Linked DNA regions of Mus musculus: region 2 is linked to region 1. Evidence: chromatin contacts called from public Hi-C data. All regions are on one chromosome and are shown on one strand. The core of a region is the stretch at or near the end of the contact, and the rest is flanking DNA. Distances in the headings are between cores, read along the strand shown.

The links. Hi-C and Micro-C count contacts between places; a contact is called where the count stands out from the background.
Region 2: a contact with region 1 is called in a Hi-C map of cerebral cortex, with 4 times the contacts expected there. The contact joins two enhancer-like sites. A contact is called at or near these places in 5 of 484 Hi-C or Micro-C datasets (cerebral cortex, embryonic stem cells, frontal cortex and 1 more) and 1 of 9 other capture datasets (embryonic stem cells).

Annotation. Positions count from the first base shown.
Region 1 is chr9:102,244,265-102,251,974 of GRCm38.p6, forward strand. The region is part of intron 1 of Ephb1 (Eph receptor B1); the gene reads right to left. Among named protein-coding and RNA genes, the nearest start is that of Gm31233, 38 kb to the left of the region's middle. Within about 2 kb of position 5,082, at least 11 of the 459 cell types and tissues checked have an H3K27ac peak or open chromatin away from gene starts, as enhancers often do. A contact at or near this core is called in cerebral cortex, where this site is marked.
Region 2 is chr9:102,542,031-102,549,740 of GRCm38.p6, forward strand. It overlaps Ky (kyphoscoliosis peptidase), which reads left to right. Exons shown (of 11, transcript NM_024291.3): 11 at 1-4,209. The coding sequence ends at 751. Among named protein-coding and RNA genes, the nearest start is that of Gm29387, 13 kb to the right of the region's middle. Within about 2 kb of position 3,176, at least 90 of the 459 cell types and tissues checked have an H3K27ac peak or open chromatin away from gene starts, as enhancers often do. A contact at or near this core is called in cerebral cortex, where this site is marked.

The DNA.
Region 1 (7,710 bases), core at 3,832-6,331:
AGAGAAGGGCTCTTCTTCCCCCACACTTTCCAGAGGAACACTCTGCTGTATGCATTGTCACAAAATTGTGATGAGGCAGAGAACGGTGAAGTGACTGTGTCCCCACCGCCCACCCCTGACCCCCCAGTGGCAGGTGCCTGTGAGTTAAGTTCACACCTCAGCAAGATGACACGCACTTTCACTCCACAACACACAAAGCCTTGGTGCTACATCTCTGGAATTGCCAGCGATGACTAAGTTATGTTTTCTTTATGCTTCACCAAGCACCTTCTGCCTGTCTGGCCTTCCTTAGGGAAAAAAAATGATCAAAAGCTTTATGTGCCCGCAGAAGAAGAAAACAAACACACCTGCTTCTTGTAGAGGCACCCCCTGCTTAGCTAGCCATGGGACAACTAAGACACAGCTCTGGGATGGGATGTAAGGAACACAAGCTCTCATGTCGGCTGTGAGATTCTGGACTTCCTACAAACAACCTCCTTGAACCCTAAACTTCTCATCTGTAACACGGATACAACATGGTGCTTCGCAAGGTTCTGTGCAGAGGCAATGAGACACTTTGGTGGAAGAGTTTCAATTTCATCCTGTCTCTGTAGTAACCATTTGCCAATGCTATCTATTATCTTTACAGAGTTGAATAAAAATTAAGATGTGCTTTTTTGAAGAAGCCGCTGTCCAGCCCTTAGCATTTACAACATCTGTCCAAGCAATAGCACATCTTCAGATGACTGTTAGAAGATAACTGGTGGCCTTACTACTAGAGATCCCACCATACAAAGGAGACAGACTATTATCTATTGAATGGGGAATCATCTCGACTGCTAGGGTAATAGGGCCAGTTTTAGATGAGTCCATCACCCCAGCCCAGGAACACCTTCTTATACACAAACACACACACACACACACACACAAGTGGCTTCTGAACCACTGGATGCTGTAAAGCATGAGTCTATAGCGGTGACTGAAAAGCTTTGTATCTCGGGCTTTATGAATTGCAACATCTCCCCTGTAACTAACTGAACTCTGTCACCACTGTCACAGCCAGTACACAGAACAGCCTATGGCTCAGGCGTAGATAAATGTGCTAAAAGAATATGATTGATGATATTTCTCTTTTTTTTCCTTGTAAATTTTGATTAACTAATTCATTATTTTGTTGTATAATAATCCAATACCCTTACAGCTACCATCGTACTCGTAAACTTCCACAGAAGTCTTTGTGACCTCCAGAAAGTCCCCAACCAGGACCCCAGGGATACTCAATGAATAAAAACAGAATTAAATACATTTCATATTCACAAGCCATCTGAGCAAAGTGTGCTCACAGAAGATGACTGGCCTAATTTTGGCCTATAATGTTGGCCTCTTGGGCTAACTGGCTTCAGCTAGGTTCAAAAGGAGTTTGAGTCCTTCCTGACGGGTATAAAGGACAACAAGAGAAACATGCCAAATACAAGCCTCATTTACCACTAATGAACTTGCAGAGGAATGCGTGTAATTAGCGTGGGTATCAGCTGGGGGTCTGTAGACTCGACACATCAATGGAAACGCATCACTGTGGGAGAGCTCAGAAGGGCGCGGAGCCCTGGGCTCTGATGTGAAGGGAACCACCAATCAGAGGCATGAGGAAGGAGATCTGTGAAGAGAAAATGCAGCATGGCAAAACCAGGTGGCAGAGGAGGGACCAGTGAGTGGACGGGCAAAGCGGACTTCAGAAGGGAAGCAGGTGACAATATGCTTAGTCAAGACAGGTCAAGGACTGCCCGGGTGTCACCTGGGAAATGGCAAGGTTCTGACTGGCTAATGTAGTCCAGAAAGACTGGAAAACAGCTAGAGATGGGGTGAGGGTCGGGGAAACCTGAATCATCAGCCCATATAACACATGCTAAAGCTGAGCCAAGATGGAAGGCAGTTATTAGAGCTTCTGAGTGAGACTATAATTAAGTCTCCAAGGATGGGGAGCAAGGACCAAAGACCTGAGTTGAATTGTGCCTACAAAAGAATACTTCCAAGATCTCATTTTCCATACTTATGAATGCGACTTGATTTAGAAACAGGTTTTTGATGTCTAATTCGTGGTTTTGGGAGATATAATGAATGATTCTGAGAGGTCATCTTAAGATTCAGGGTCGGCCCAACATTCAATACCTGGAGAGAGAACTTTGATACAGTGGGAGGACGTGGGTAAGCAAGGGCAGATATGATGGTAAATCGTCATCCATCGTCATCCATCGTCAACCTGGTTATACCTACAGTCACCATGGAAACACAACTCTGAGTGTGTCCAGGAGAGCGTTTCTAGAAAGGTTTAACCAGACTGAATTAAAAGGAGAATGCAAACTGACCACGACCATTGATCACTCTCTGCTTACTGACTGTAGATGCCACTGTGCCTTCCCCGCTATGACAGGCTATGCTCTCAAAAAGTGCTCAAAACAAACCCTGTCTCCTTTTTAAAAAAAAATTTTTTTTAGGTCTTATCTAATTTTTTTTATGTGTATGGGTGTTTTACCTGCACACGTCTGTGCACCCTATGTGTGTAATGCTCATGGGGACCAGAAGAGGACCTTGGATCCCCTTGGATTGGAGTTACAGACAGTTGTAAAGTGCCATGTGGACGCTGGGGATCAAACCAAGCTTCTGGAAAAATGGCCAATGCTTTTAACCACTGAGCCATCTCTTTTGCCCTCAGCCCTTCCTTTGAACGTTGTTTTGTCATAAAAGAAATAAGATGAATATATCTGGAATTGGAGTTATGTATCTGCAAACCAAGGAATATCAAGTAGGGAATGCTTAGGAAAGAGGAGGAAAGGGACATGGGATAGATTCTCCACAGGGGAGCAGAAAGCCCACCCTGGCAACACCTTCATTTTTTTTTTACCGTTGGCTTCTGGAACAGTGACACAACGAAATTGTGCTGTTTTAAGTGCACAGATCTGTGGTAATTTTTTTAAGAGCATCTCTTGGGACATCTTACAGTGGGAACAACACTCCCTTGTTATGGTCACAGATCAACCACTGTATCTCCCACTCGGAATCAAACTGTGACTATTCCCTACTTGCTCCGTGGCTGAATTGGCACAAATTGTTTGGAGCATCTGAGGTGGTCTCTGGGTGTGGTGATGTCCTCCGGAGCAGGCAGGCAAATGTCTAAGCCATTGGCTCTGTACTCGATGGTGTTTGCTGGCTTGGCATGACCGATTCTGATTTCAGGAGCACCAGAGCAGTGGGTTGGGGAAGTTCATTGAGGACAAAGTCCAGCTTTCAAGGTTCTGGGAAGGTTGTGGCAAAGTCATAACCCCAGGGTTTCTATGTGCCCTGAGAAAGTCTTTCACTGCCTCAGACTTCACAGGACTCTTTGGGGATAACTAGCAGAGCCCACCAGGACCCTGCAGAGAAGAGCAGAATGGGAAAGCCTGGACTCACCACAGAAGGAAGGCGTCTTGCAAGAAGGTTAAGGCAATGCCTTAAATTATAGGAAGGACTTGGGAGTGGCAGGGGCCGGGGGTAGGGGGAGGAATGGGAGGCCTGAAGACGTGTCTCCCAAACAGTAATCTGTAGAAACAGAAAAAGAATGTGTATAATGGAACATCATTTGTGTGGCCCAATTAGTTAAGAGCTAATTAACACAGGCAAACCAGTGTTTTAAAGCACAGATCCCCCTTCCGAGGTGGGGGGATGGGATGGGGAAGCAGAGATGTGGCTTTTTGGGTACAAGAACAACCTTCAGGAGCTCCCACCAGGCAAATGTCCTGGCTGCCAAAAAAAAAAAAAAAAAAAAAAAAAAGGGTCAGGCTGCAGACAGTGTTGAGTGTGGTCACAGCATGACCAGGATGCTGTGGGCTAGTAGGACCCAGAAGCCAGCCTCGGACCATTCTGATTTGTCCTCACATTGCTTAGAAAATGGCTATGAAAGAAAAGCATGGCAGGTCTTCCGGCCACTCTATCGCCCACAAAGCCACTGGAGCACCTGCAGCCTTTGATCCTCCTGTGTCGTTAGCCTTCCAGACCTCCGTCCCTATGCACACGACTTTATCCAGCAGGCGTTCTCCACAGATGTGCCTGACTGATGGATGAATCTTGTCATCTTCTAATATACTTGGAGGTGGGGGTAGGGGGGAGGCTGAGTGTGGAGGTGAGAGGCAAGCAGTGGCTGCAATGGGCAGAATCCATGATCAGAAAGGAAGCTGGGGGCCTGTGCCCTCACGGGCATGAAATGTCAGCTTTGTGGAATCTCCTGAGGCTCCTTTATCCAGTACTCCTTCCGACTCAAGCAGGAAAGTTAGCAAAGACTGGTACCCCTGATGACTGCCAACCTTCCTCCACCTGCAACTTAGGAGATCAGAAAAAAAGCTCTATACTAACAGAGGGAGATACTGACTCAGTCACTGATGGGGGGCAGGCCCTTGTAAGAGCTAAGTACCACCCATCTGGCTGCTATCTCCTTGTAAGCCTGAGAGGCTGTGGTAAACAATGCTGGGGTGGGAGGGCAGATAAGCTCCCTGCTTCAATTTTTCAGATTCTCCTTCCAAAGAGATCGTTTGTCTCTCAAGATGCAGCCCCGCCTGGGACCCAGCACTCTGCCTTGTGGTGCAAGAACTATATTCCCCAAAGGCCCCTGGTTAAGAGAAAGAGCTAGGCAAGACTGGCCCAACAAGAACATATTTGCCAAACCCAGACCTCTTTTGCTAAAGGAGCTTGAACAAATTGCATCAACACTGTAGTTAGATGCTTTGAAGCAACCTTAAAAGTTTGTTTTGCCTAAATCACAGTCAAACGTTCTTCCCTTAACTCTGGAGTCAGCGGCAGAATTAACCTCCTCCGTCACATATACTTTGAATCAAAAGACACTACTCTTGGTTTGTGTGCAATGTCTCTCTACCAACAACCTCATAGAATATCTACCTCACTTGTGAACTTTCTCCCACTCAGAGCCATCCATCCCCAGCTCAGCAGTTACAAAGGCCCAATAACTGCAGGCTTTCCTCCTTCAGCCCCTGAGTTCACCTGCTATGACGGCCCCTCCCATCCTGTGGGCCACAGCAGCTCTGGCCCAGGCTGACCCCCCCACCCACGGCAGCCCCCAATACTGGCACAGTGCTAGCAGCTGCTTTCTTTCAGGAGCTGCCTCCGTGAGATGAAAGGGGCTATGTCCCTTAAACAGAAGAGAATATTTTAAACAGGGAATTAACAGCAAATTAAACTGGTTTCATTGTGCTCATTCATGCGCAAAATGAGTGTGGGAGTTAAATGGAGAAAAACCAAACAGACCATGAGTAGCGATAATCAGAGGGCAGAATCCAGTTCCCAAAAGAAAATGATCCCTCGGAGAGAGCAGAGTACTGCATGGAACACGGATCCCAGGGTGTCCAGAGCACTCCCCTCTTGCCCACCCAAAGCCAGCATCCTTGCCAGGCTGCATGGTGCAAAGGGCCAGGGCTATTACCTTCTGTAAACGGTGTTCAGGAATAGCTTATTGCATTGCCTCCGAGTGCTCAGTCAAAACCATTAAAGCAACAACCAATGAGGTCCACAGCCCTCATAGGGCTTTCCCTTCCCAGGCACAGTTTCTATACTGGGATCTCCATGAAACTGCCCAGCCCACAAACAGGCTGAAGGGCACTCATCAGTTTCCTTGGAATTCATCAGGTTCTGGGCTTAGCAGCCAGAGAACAATAGGATTAAAGCACTGAGCAACTTGTAAGAATTTCAGGAGCCTCTTTCCTTCCAACCCTACCTGCTTCGTTTACTAGCTGATGCCCATCTCTGCAGGGCAGCTAGTGCTGCAGAACACAGATGCAGCTGGATGCGAGGGGACTCTGACCCCAGGGCCTTCTGAAAAGTTGTTTGTTGCAAAAAATGGGAAGGCTCCCATGCTGATTCATTTGTGTGTGTGTGTGGATGCCCATGCGCAGCTGTGTGCACATGGACATGTATGTGGCAGTGCACCTACACATGTGTGCATGTGGAAGGCATAATCGATGTCTGGTGCTTTTCTCACATGCTTTGTATTTCTTTCTCCTTTTTTTGAGAATTTCATATGTAAATACGCTCTCATTTTCATCGTCTCCACCTCTTCCTCTCCTACTTCAACGTAACCTTCTCCCAAACTCCTCGGATTCATGACTTCTCCTTCCGTAATCATTAGAGTTACATATATCTACAACCTCCGGCATCTCTTTAGTCTTGCTGGCATGAGCATGTCTTTAGGGCTGACCACCTACGATTGGATACCAGTCAGAATGATTACCCCTGGAGAAAAGTAATCCTTCTCTCATCCCCAGCCATTGGCTGCCTGCGGTTCTTCATCGAGGGGTGGAGCCTTGTGGGATCTCCTCCATCTACGCTGGCATGCTAACCTGTGTGGTCAGTGAGTAGCTGTGGTGTAGGCAACCATAATGTTAAGACTTAACAGAAGCATCACCCCTGCCACGTCTTATAATCTTTCCACTGTCCCACCGTGTTTCCAGGACCATGGGTTCAGGAGTTGTGTTGTAATGTGTTGATTAGGGCAAGACACCCACTGTCACTTTTTGTCTGCATTTTGGCAACTGTGGATCTCCACAGCAACTTCCATATGCTACAAAAAAAGAAGTTTCGTTTCTTTTCTTTTCTTTTCTTTTCTTTTCTTTTCTTTTTCTTTTTCTTTCTTTTCCTTTCCTTTCCTTTCCTTTCCTTTCCTTTCCTTTCCTTTCCTTTCCTTTCCTTTCCTTTCTTTTCTTTTCTTTTCTTTTCTTTTTGGTTTTCAAGACAGGGTTTCTCTGTGTAGCCCTTGGCTGTCCTGGAACTCACTCTGTAGACCAGGCTGGCCTTGAACTCAGAAATCTGCCTGCCTCTGCCTCCCGAGTGCTGGGATTAAAGGCGTGAGCCACCACCGCCCAGCAAGAAGTTTCTTTAATGAAGAATGAGAGCTTCACACCTGTGGCTGTAAGAATAGGTGTTAGGAATATGATTTGAATGGATGTTGATTTAGAAAAATGGTAGTCGTAGTCTCTGTCTAAAACTCTATGACTTCTTAAGCTGTGGGTAGCTAGCTAGGTCTACAGTACCTGGCATGAGTTCCCTCACAGTGCCTGGGCCTGAGGTCCTATTAGACAGCTGTTAATGACACCCAAGATATAAGTGGCACTATTACACCCTTGGGGATATCTTGCTAAGCCAGTCATCCTTGTGGTTCATAGACTTAACAGCTGGGTAGCACTATTGACTGCTTCTCTCTCTTAGTAGCTTGCATAGCACCTTCAGATGTTATGAAAGCTAGTCTTCAGGAAGTGGCTTCCAGGTCCATTTTAGTTCATTCCCCCAAGTCATGCGTCTAATGTGTGCAGTGTCTTCAGCTAAAGGGTCTTACCTTTGAGTCTGGGGCACAACCAACACAATGGCATAAACCTATATTATTTTTGTGTTCTGTTGACACCCCACCCAACCAAAAATCCAAAATAAGGTTTCCCATGACTGCCACTATGGTATGTGTTAGAAAGTCTATGGCTCCTTGGGGGTAGGGGAGGAGGCATTACCAACCCACCTTGCATAATTCCATTTTATACACACATGCACATTTAAGACAGGGTCTCTCACTGAATCTGGGCTTGTCAGTTCTGCTAGACTTAGCTGACCAACAAGCCCCAGGGCTTCTGACGCCCCAGGACAGAGATTACAAACATAGCAGTCACATCTAGTTCTTACACAGGTATTGTGGATCAAACTCAGGTA
Region 2 (7,710 bases), core at 1,926-4,425, 300 kb after region 1:
CAAGCTGCAGATCTTCGCCAAGGGCAACTCTGAAATCTACAGCTCGGTGCTAGAATACACACTCAAGTGCAACTATGTAGACTTCTCTGTCCAGCTGCCCAGTGAGCTCCACCAGCCCGTGGGCCCCAGCTGGTTCTCGGAGCAGATGGGCATCACGAAGCCCTCTCACTCTGACCCTATCATTCACACCAGCGATGGCCGCTGCGCCATCAGCTTTAGCGTGGAAGAGGGCGTCAGTGTCCTGGCATCCCTTCATGGCGATGACGGCCCCATCACTGAGGAGACACAGCGGCGCTACATCTTCCAGTTGAACCGAGGGAAGAGGACCGAGCTCAAAGTCCAGCTGCCCCATGCCGGCAAGTTTGCCCTTAAGATCTTTGTGAAGAAGAGGCAGGAACAAGGGAACTTCATCTTTGTCTTCAACTACCTCTTGTGCTGCGCCAACACCAAGGTGAACTGGCCCATGTTCCCTGAGAGCTTTGGCAACTGGGGACAGGACAATGAACTGCTAGAGCCTCTCTCCGGTGTGCTTCCCGCCAACCGCAACATAGCCTTCAAACTAAAGCTGCATGGTATCGCCAAAGCTCTGGTGAAAGGACAGGACACGTGGCCCCTCACTCTTAACCCCGAGGGCTACTGGGAGGGCAGCTGCAACACAGCTGGCTGCCAGGAAGTCTACGTCATGGTGCTAGAGAATGCTAACCACAACTTCTACAGCTACATCCTGAAATACAAAGTGAATGACCAGTGAGGGGCTGCATTTCTTCACGGTCCCCCAGGGTTAAGGCCAGCCCTGCCCAGGGAGGGCCCAAGCTAAGAGCAGAGAGCCCAGGACACCACTAATCTGCATGAAACCACTTCTAGGCCTCTGCTTCAGTCCCCTCTGCCTCAATCTCCCTGCTGTGTCACAGGCACTGAGGAATTTGTGCCGCCAAAGGCTCACTCAATGTGGCTGTGGAAGAAGAGACAGAGGCCAGGGCCCTCTAGAAGAAAAAGGTGCTATGTAAATCCAAGGTATTGTGAAACGTACACCCCTGCCTGTGCCTGCTCTTGTGTTAGGACTTTGTTGCTGTAGAGCTGAATGGGAAAGCGGAGGTGTTGCGGGTGCTGAAAGCTTTCCCCACGATGCCTGCCTGGTGCTTGAGGCTGAATCTATGAGAAAGGTGTGCTCCCCCTGCAAGTAACATGGTGTTTCTCCCCACTACTTCTGGACCCCAGGGAATGTCGGGCCTGCCCATCTTCCACATTCCTAGTGCTCCTATTAGCTACTTCATGCTCTTCAAGAGCTTGCAAAGGGGGTGGGTGTAGAAAGCAAACCAGCTGACCCTCAGCCAACTGGAGGCTGCTGTCTCCTGATGCCTAGCATCTCTGAGATGTGCTAAGGGCAGGAAAGCAGCCGTGTGCACATTCGGATGTCCTGGCTGGGGACCAGGGATGGAGTGGGTTTGCAGGTCCAGCAACCCACATGGAAGGGTGAAGACCCCGATTCTATGTGCCTACCAGAGTTTAGCTGAGGGCCTGGAGATTGCCCCACCCCACCCCCCACCAGCCATCCTCAGGAGCCTCAAATGCCTACATAGCCCACTGGTAGCCTGGCTGATGACCTGGGCCCTGGGCAAGCAGATTAGCCCCAGCAGTTATCAGATACCAGGGATAGTGTCTGATAACAAGATGTTGCTCCTTCCTTACAAGCCAAACCAAGCTGAGGGGACCACCACCTGCCCCCTAGAGAAAGTGTTGGTCTCTGTCTCTGAGGAAAGCCCTATCATAGCCATTTTCCCTCCTGTCTTTCTCTGAGATGACAACCCCTGCCCTGAGTTCAACCTTCCTTCCATTGGGAACAGTTGAGGGCCTCTTACTTGCTCCGGCCTGTCCTAAAAAGCCTGAGCTGCCTAGCTGGCCCTCAGCAGCACCTGAGGCTGGTGTTTCCATGGCAACAGCTGAGGGGGGAAAAGCAGGCTGCTGCAAACAGGGAAGGCCTGAGGAGAGCCCCCCGACAAGAGGTTCCTGCAGTAGCATCCCAGTGCACAGATGTGCTCCAGGAGGGTCCCTACCAAATTTCAGGGTTCTAGGACTCTGCTCACTGTGCCTGTCTCAGGACCACCCCCCCCCCCAATCCCTCACTGCTCTCTAAGGAATGTCCTCAGGCTCAGCTGCCGCCAGAGCCAGCCTGGGATACTCACAGCCTCTACAGTCAAGTCTTTCCTCAGTAAGAGCCCATCAGACTCCTTCGATAAGTGGCTGACCCCTCATGCTAGATCCTGGGACTATAGAGGTGAACACAAAGGACTCAGCCATAGGCACCCGCATCTCTGGGTGGGCAGTCTGCCAAGTGGAACCTATCTGAAGACCTAGGAGCCCAGAACTTCAGCTCTTCATTCCCTTCTGCCCCTTTCCCACAGGTCCCCACTGCTACCCACCTGATACCACATAGCCCCCCTCCACCAGACTGGGTAGCCTCACTTGTGATTAGCATGGCTGCTAGGGGCTGAGCTGCCTTGGCTCATGTCCAGGGTCCTCTGGCAGTCTCAGCCCATCAGCATCTTGTCACTCACGCCTGGAAAACGCACCAAAGTGGGGTGGGGTGGGGTGGGAGGTGGCGTTGTCTCCACTACAAGAAGACGGTGGAGTTTGCACTGCCTGGAAACAGCCTTTCCTCACCCCTTTTATTTTATGAGCAGTAAGAACTGTGCTATGTTTTAACGAAATAGTAAGTGCTTCGGCGGTCCCTGCCACTCGCTAGACACAGCCGCGACAGCCACTGCTAGCCCTGCAGAAAATGATCCCCATGTTTTTTTCAAAACAGCATAATTAATCTATTCTGGAGCTTGTGGAGGATGCTACCCCACAAAACAGGAGCTGTCCTCAGCACCAGAGACCCAGACCGAGCCTCTCCCAGCGGCCCGGGTCAACCACACGCTCCGCCCTCCTCATATAACCAGGTAGTCCCTTTGTCAAGGCAACTGTAGGTGCACTCGGAAAAACGCCTGCGTTTCTTTTTACTGAAGCAAAGATACACGAAACCGAATCCAATCTTCATGAATTTTTACACGCATGCTGCTCAGCCTGAAAATTTGGAGGCTGCGTTTTGAAGGCTTTTTATTCAAATCCCCCTCTTTGTCTGCTGGTCCACGAGTCTCATTGGCCGATCAAATGGCACGAGCGCCCCCTGGTGGATCACGTGCGAAGTTGCCACCGCTGCAAACCCCCAAGCTGGCTCTTTTTATGATGTTTGTTAAAAATCACTAGGTGCTTTCTCGTCCCTTGCGGACAAGTTATGCTGTCTACGGCATCCACATCGTGGATAGTTATCCTCGTGGTTGATATGCCAATGTCAGCGTTGTCTTGCAGACTGTCAGAAGAGCCTGGGGAGACTTCCCTGGCCTGGCGTGGTGAGAAGATAGGATGGGATTAAGAATTGAGCATCTTGCCCAGAAAGCTTTTCCTGAGACAGAAACCCTGGGCACAGGAATGCCTGTCTGGGGTCGCTGTGATCACACTCATTACTATGGCAATGACAGGCTGAAACTGATCAAACTCAGCGTTTTGCCAGGCAGGCCCCAGGATGGGCGCCAGGGTGCAGAAGGATGGGGCGTGGTGAGGCAAAAGGGTGCAATTAAGCTCTTTCAGCTTGCTTCAAAAGTGCCACCAGCTCAGCTGGACTGTTCTCTGTCTGATTGTGAATATTTTGAGTTCTCCATATGTTACATTGTCCCACGAGGACGGACTCCTCCCGGCCCACAGAGATTAAAGAGACGTAAATAGATTAACTGAAGCATGAAGGATTTGAGCTAGATATAAAGAACCATTTCCTGTTGTGAAGCAGGAGGGACACGTTGCCAATAAACTCTCGGCGAAATTCTCAAAGGACTTGAAAAGGAGAAAAGTTCCCGCAGTGGTCCGGCATTTTCTTTGCCGTGCTTACTGAAGCGGTTGGGTTCTCCCTCCGCTAACTCGTAACTCTTAAACAGTACTGGTTGGCCGGCAGTAAACACCAGGTTAATGGTGTGACCATATAGCTCACTGTTGTGGGATTTCAAAGGCCGTTTATCTGAGGTCTGCCATTTCCTTTCATCTGGAGTAAGTAAAGCCGCAGAGGTGACTATTTCTCCCCGTGTGTGCTGAGTAGTGTGGGCCACTGGCTGTTAAAGATGCTGTCCTCACATTGTTGCTGGGGTTCTTTTTCAATAAAATTTATATTCATTTTTATCCAACAATGTAATTATCGATCCATCCTTATCGCTGCTCTTACAAGGAGAAAAAAAAAAAAAAACAACCAAGGGGGGAGGGCAACACTTTCATGTTCAAAGGATGCTTTTAAAAAAAAGAAAAGATCAATGTCCCCGCCATTTGAACGTGATGGGGAGATGCAAATGGGGTGTTGGGCAAATAGCGATTCCACATTAAAGAAAACATAATTAGGTCAGCCCCGGCCCTCCGAGGCTCACGTGCCTTTGAAGAATCCGAAGACCACGCTTCCTTCATTGAATCTTGTTTAACTTGAACATTTTAAAGTCAGCCCAAATTTCTTTTTAGAGTGGGAGAAGAAAAACGTGCCAAAATTTTTCCTGTCAACCTACTTTTGGGGTGCTGAATATATGCTATACGTTTCTTGATATTCACGCACACACTCGAAACTTTCCAGGTTGCCTAAACTGATTACTCGTAAATTAGACATTTAGAGGACTGGAGGAAAAAAGAAAAAAATGAAAATCTAGACACCTCTGAGAAGCTGCTGTAACCATGGAGACCATTCTCATAGCTGTAGTGTGAAGGGCAAAAAGATTTGTGTTCCCAAATCTGAGCTTATCGCATCCCTCATTGCCAGACACAAAAACCCGAGATGTGTTACACTTCATCCTTGGGGTGGGGGTTCACAGAGGAATGCAATCCACGGGTAAGGGAAGTTTCTAATGACACACTATGGAGCAATCGGAACAAACTGTCTCTAGGTCTTAGGTGCAGTAGAAGGACAAACTCTTAAATTATTGGAACGGGCTGCAAGTTCCCAACCAAGAGCTGGAATAGACTGACCTCCGATGTTTCTTCCAGTCCAGAGGCTCTGTGAAGCTGTGTCTTTGTGAACAGATGATGGCAGGCACCAGCCTGGGCTTGTCAGTTAGGCAACATCTGAAGGGCCCTGCTGTGTTAAGAGCCTGCTCCCTAAGCCCCGGGCATGCTACACCGCACGCCTTTTACTTTCCTGCGGGCGGGCGAGGGGATGCACAGGCTCAGCAGGTGGACAGACCACAGGGAACCAGCAGCCCAGACAGAGGCTGGTCCACTGTGATTTGCAGACAGAACTGAACAAGACTAAGATGTCTCGAGGAAGTCTCTTTTCTTCCACCTCATCCTCAGACCTCAAGTCAGAAAAATTATTCTTAAGGCAATCAAATTCCTGCGGAGGATGCCTAGGGGTGTCCTGTGACCTCTACCATCCTCCATGGCAAGATCTGGTCCATATGGAGGCTTTGGGGCCTTGTCTCATGTGCTTCTTCACCCACTGTGAGTGCTCAGGCCCACCACTCCCTCAGCGCCACTTCTTGGGCCTCTGTGTGCCAAGGTGGGTCCTGCCTAGGTCATTACTGTCCACACCAACCTCAGATCTGAACATCCACCCCCACCTGAGCTGTGTTCAGACAAAATGCTTTTCATGATCCTTCCCAAGGAAGTTCATGGTCTCTGGAGAAGGCACTGGTGGGCAAGGTAAGTCTTCAAACAAAAATTGATTTTAGGTCTACAATCCTACCTCCTTAAACACACCTGATCCAGCTTGATCTCTGAAGCTAGGCAGGGCCAGATCTGGTTAATGCTTCAATGAGAAACAAAGGCTTATTTTGATAGATAATCAAGAGAGTGCCCAGTCACCTCCTTCTCCTCTAGAGACATCATGTCAAGTGCTTCATTCCCAAGGATAGTGTAATGATGGCTCTTCAAAGAGGGACACAGATGAGGGGCCATGGAGAGACGTCTCCCCTGCAGTTGAGTGAGCTGTAAGCAGCAGCTTTAGTTCAAAGGCTGCCTTCCTGTGATCCTCCTGGACCAGCAATGGCATGCACTGATCACGTAGAAGCACCAGTCAGAGCCAGCATCAAGCTTTGGGAATTCAGTGTCCTGGAGACCATGGCTGTGCAACATAAAAGGCCAGCGATCGGGACCAGGTAGGCAGCACCTCAGACTGAGATGGGACATGACAGGAAGCCCCAAAGCACAGGTCCCCTGGTGAGTCCCCTGATGGTAGGGGCTATGGCGACAATCCTTAGGATAATCAATAGGAGACACCACAATCCACACTACCCTTCTTTTGAACATGTTGGTCCCTGTTGTAGCGACAGTCTTCCCTCCCTCTCTCCTGGAAAAGCCTTGCCTGGCCCTCATCCATCCTCCGGGCTCACATCATATTTGTGACTCAGAACTCTGCACAATCGGGTGATGAGAAGGGATTGGAACTTCACCACTGAACTGCAATTTTTTTCCATACAGTTTTATTCAAAAAATATTTTCATACAATATATTCCAATTATGGCTTTCCCCTCCCAGATCCTTCCAAACTCTCCATCCATCCACCGCCATGCCCTTTCTTTCTCTCATTTTGGAAAGCAAACAAGCCCATCGGTGGTGATGCACACCTTCAACCCTAGCACTTGGGAGGCAGAAGCGGGTGGATCTGAGTTCCAGAATCTCTAGGAGTTCGAGGCCAGTCTGTTCCACAGAATGAGTTCTAGGACAGCCAGGGATACAGGGAGAAACCCTGTCTCAAACAAACAAACAACAACAAAGCAAACAAAATGGCAAAGAAAAATAATAATTTAAAAAGAAAGAAACACACACATACACCAACAAAAATTCAAAATTGTGGAGCCGAAGAGATGGCTCATCAGTTAAGAGCACTGGCTGCTCTTCCAGAGGTCCTGAGTTCAATTCCCAGCAACCACATGGTGGCTCACAACCATCTGTAATGGAATATGATACCCTCTTCTGCATGAAGACAAAGCATGAATATATATTTTTAAAAACACAAAATTGGACACCATGATACATACATGAGGAGATCAGTAAAACTGAAAAAAACTGAAAAAAAAAAAAAAAAAAAGACCCAAAGCAAGATGAGACCAAAAGTCTACAAAAATAGCATTGAGTTGGTTTGTGTTGGCCACCGGCTGCTGGGTCCAGAGCTTACATGTGTGGCTAATACACCCAATGACAGTCCACTGGAGAAATTCAGTTTTTCCTTCGCGAGTGGGTATCAACTGCAGAGAGCTTCTTGGTTGGAGACAGGAGCTCCGGTCCACTTCCCCCTTCTCAGAACTGAGAATTCTTGGAACACACACTTTGGTTCTGCTTCTTGGCACACGCTGGGTGCTTGATAAATGCTCAGTAAGTGTTTTCTTGGGAAAACTGAGAAGGGATGTGAACGGAGCTGCCAGCAACCATTCCTTGAACATTTGTAGAGTGTTTCGTTTTCCCAGAACTGGCCCTTGTGGTTTCATTCAACTCTGCCTGCCACAGCCTGGATGGTGAGAGAGGCCGAGAGTCTCAGGGGAGGATCCCAACCCAGCGAAGGGGGAATGGCTGCCCTGGGGATGGGGGGGGGGGGGGGGCTGAGGGCTGGTTGCTAGTGACCTTCAGAGACAAAAGTGACCCCTTTACCTAGACCTCAACTTATTCTTGAGGCTCTCTCTGAGGGGGTGTAGGCTTAGTCTGTGGACT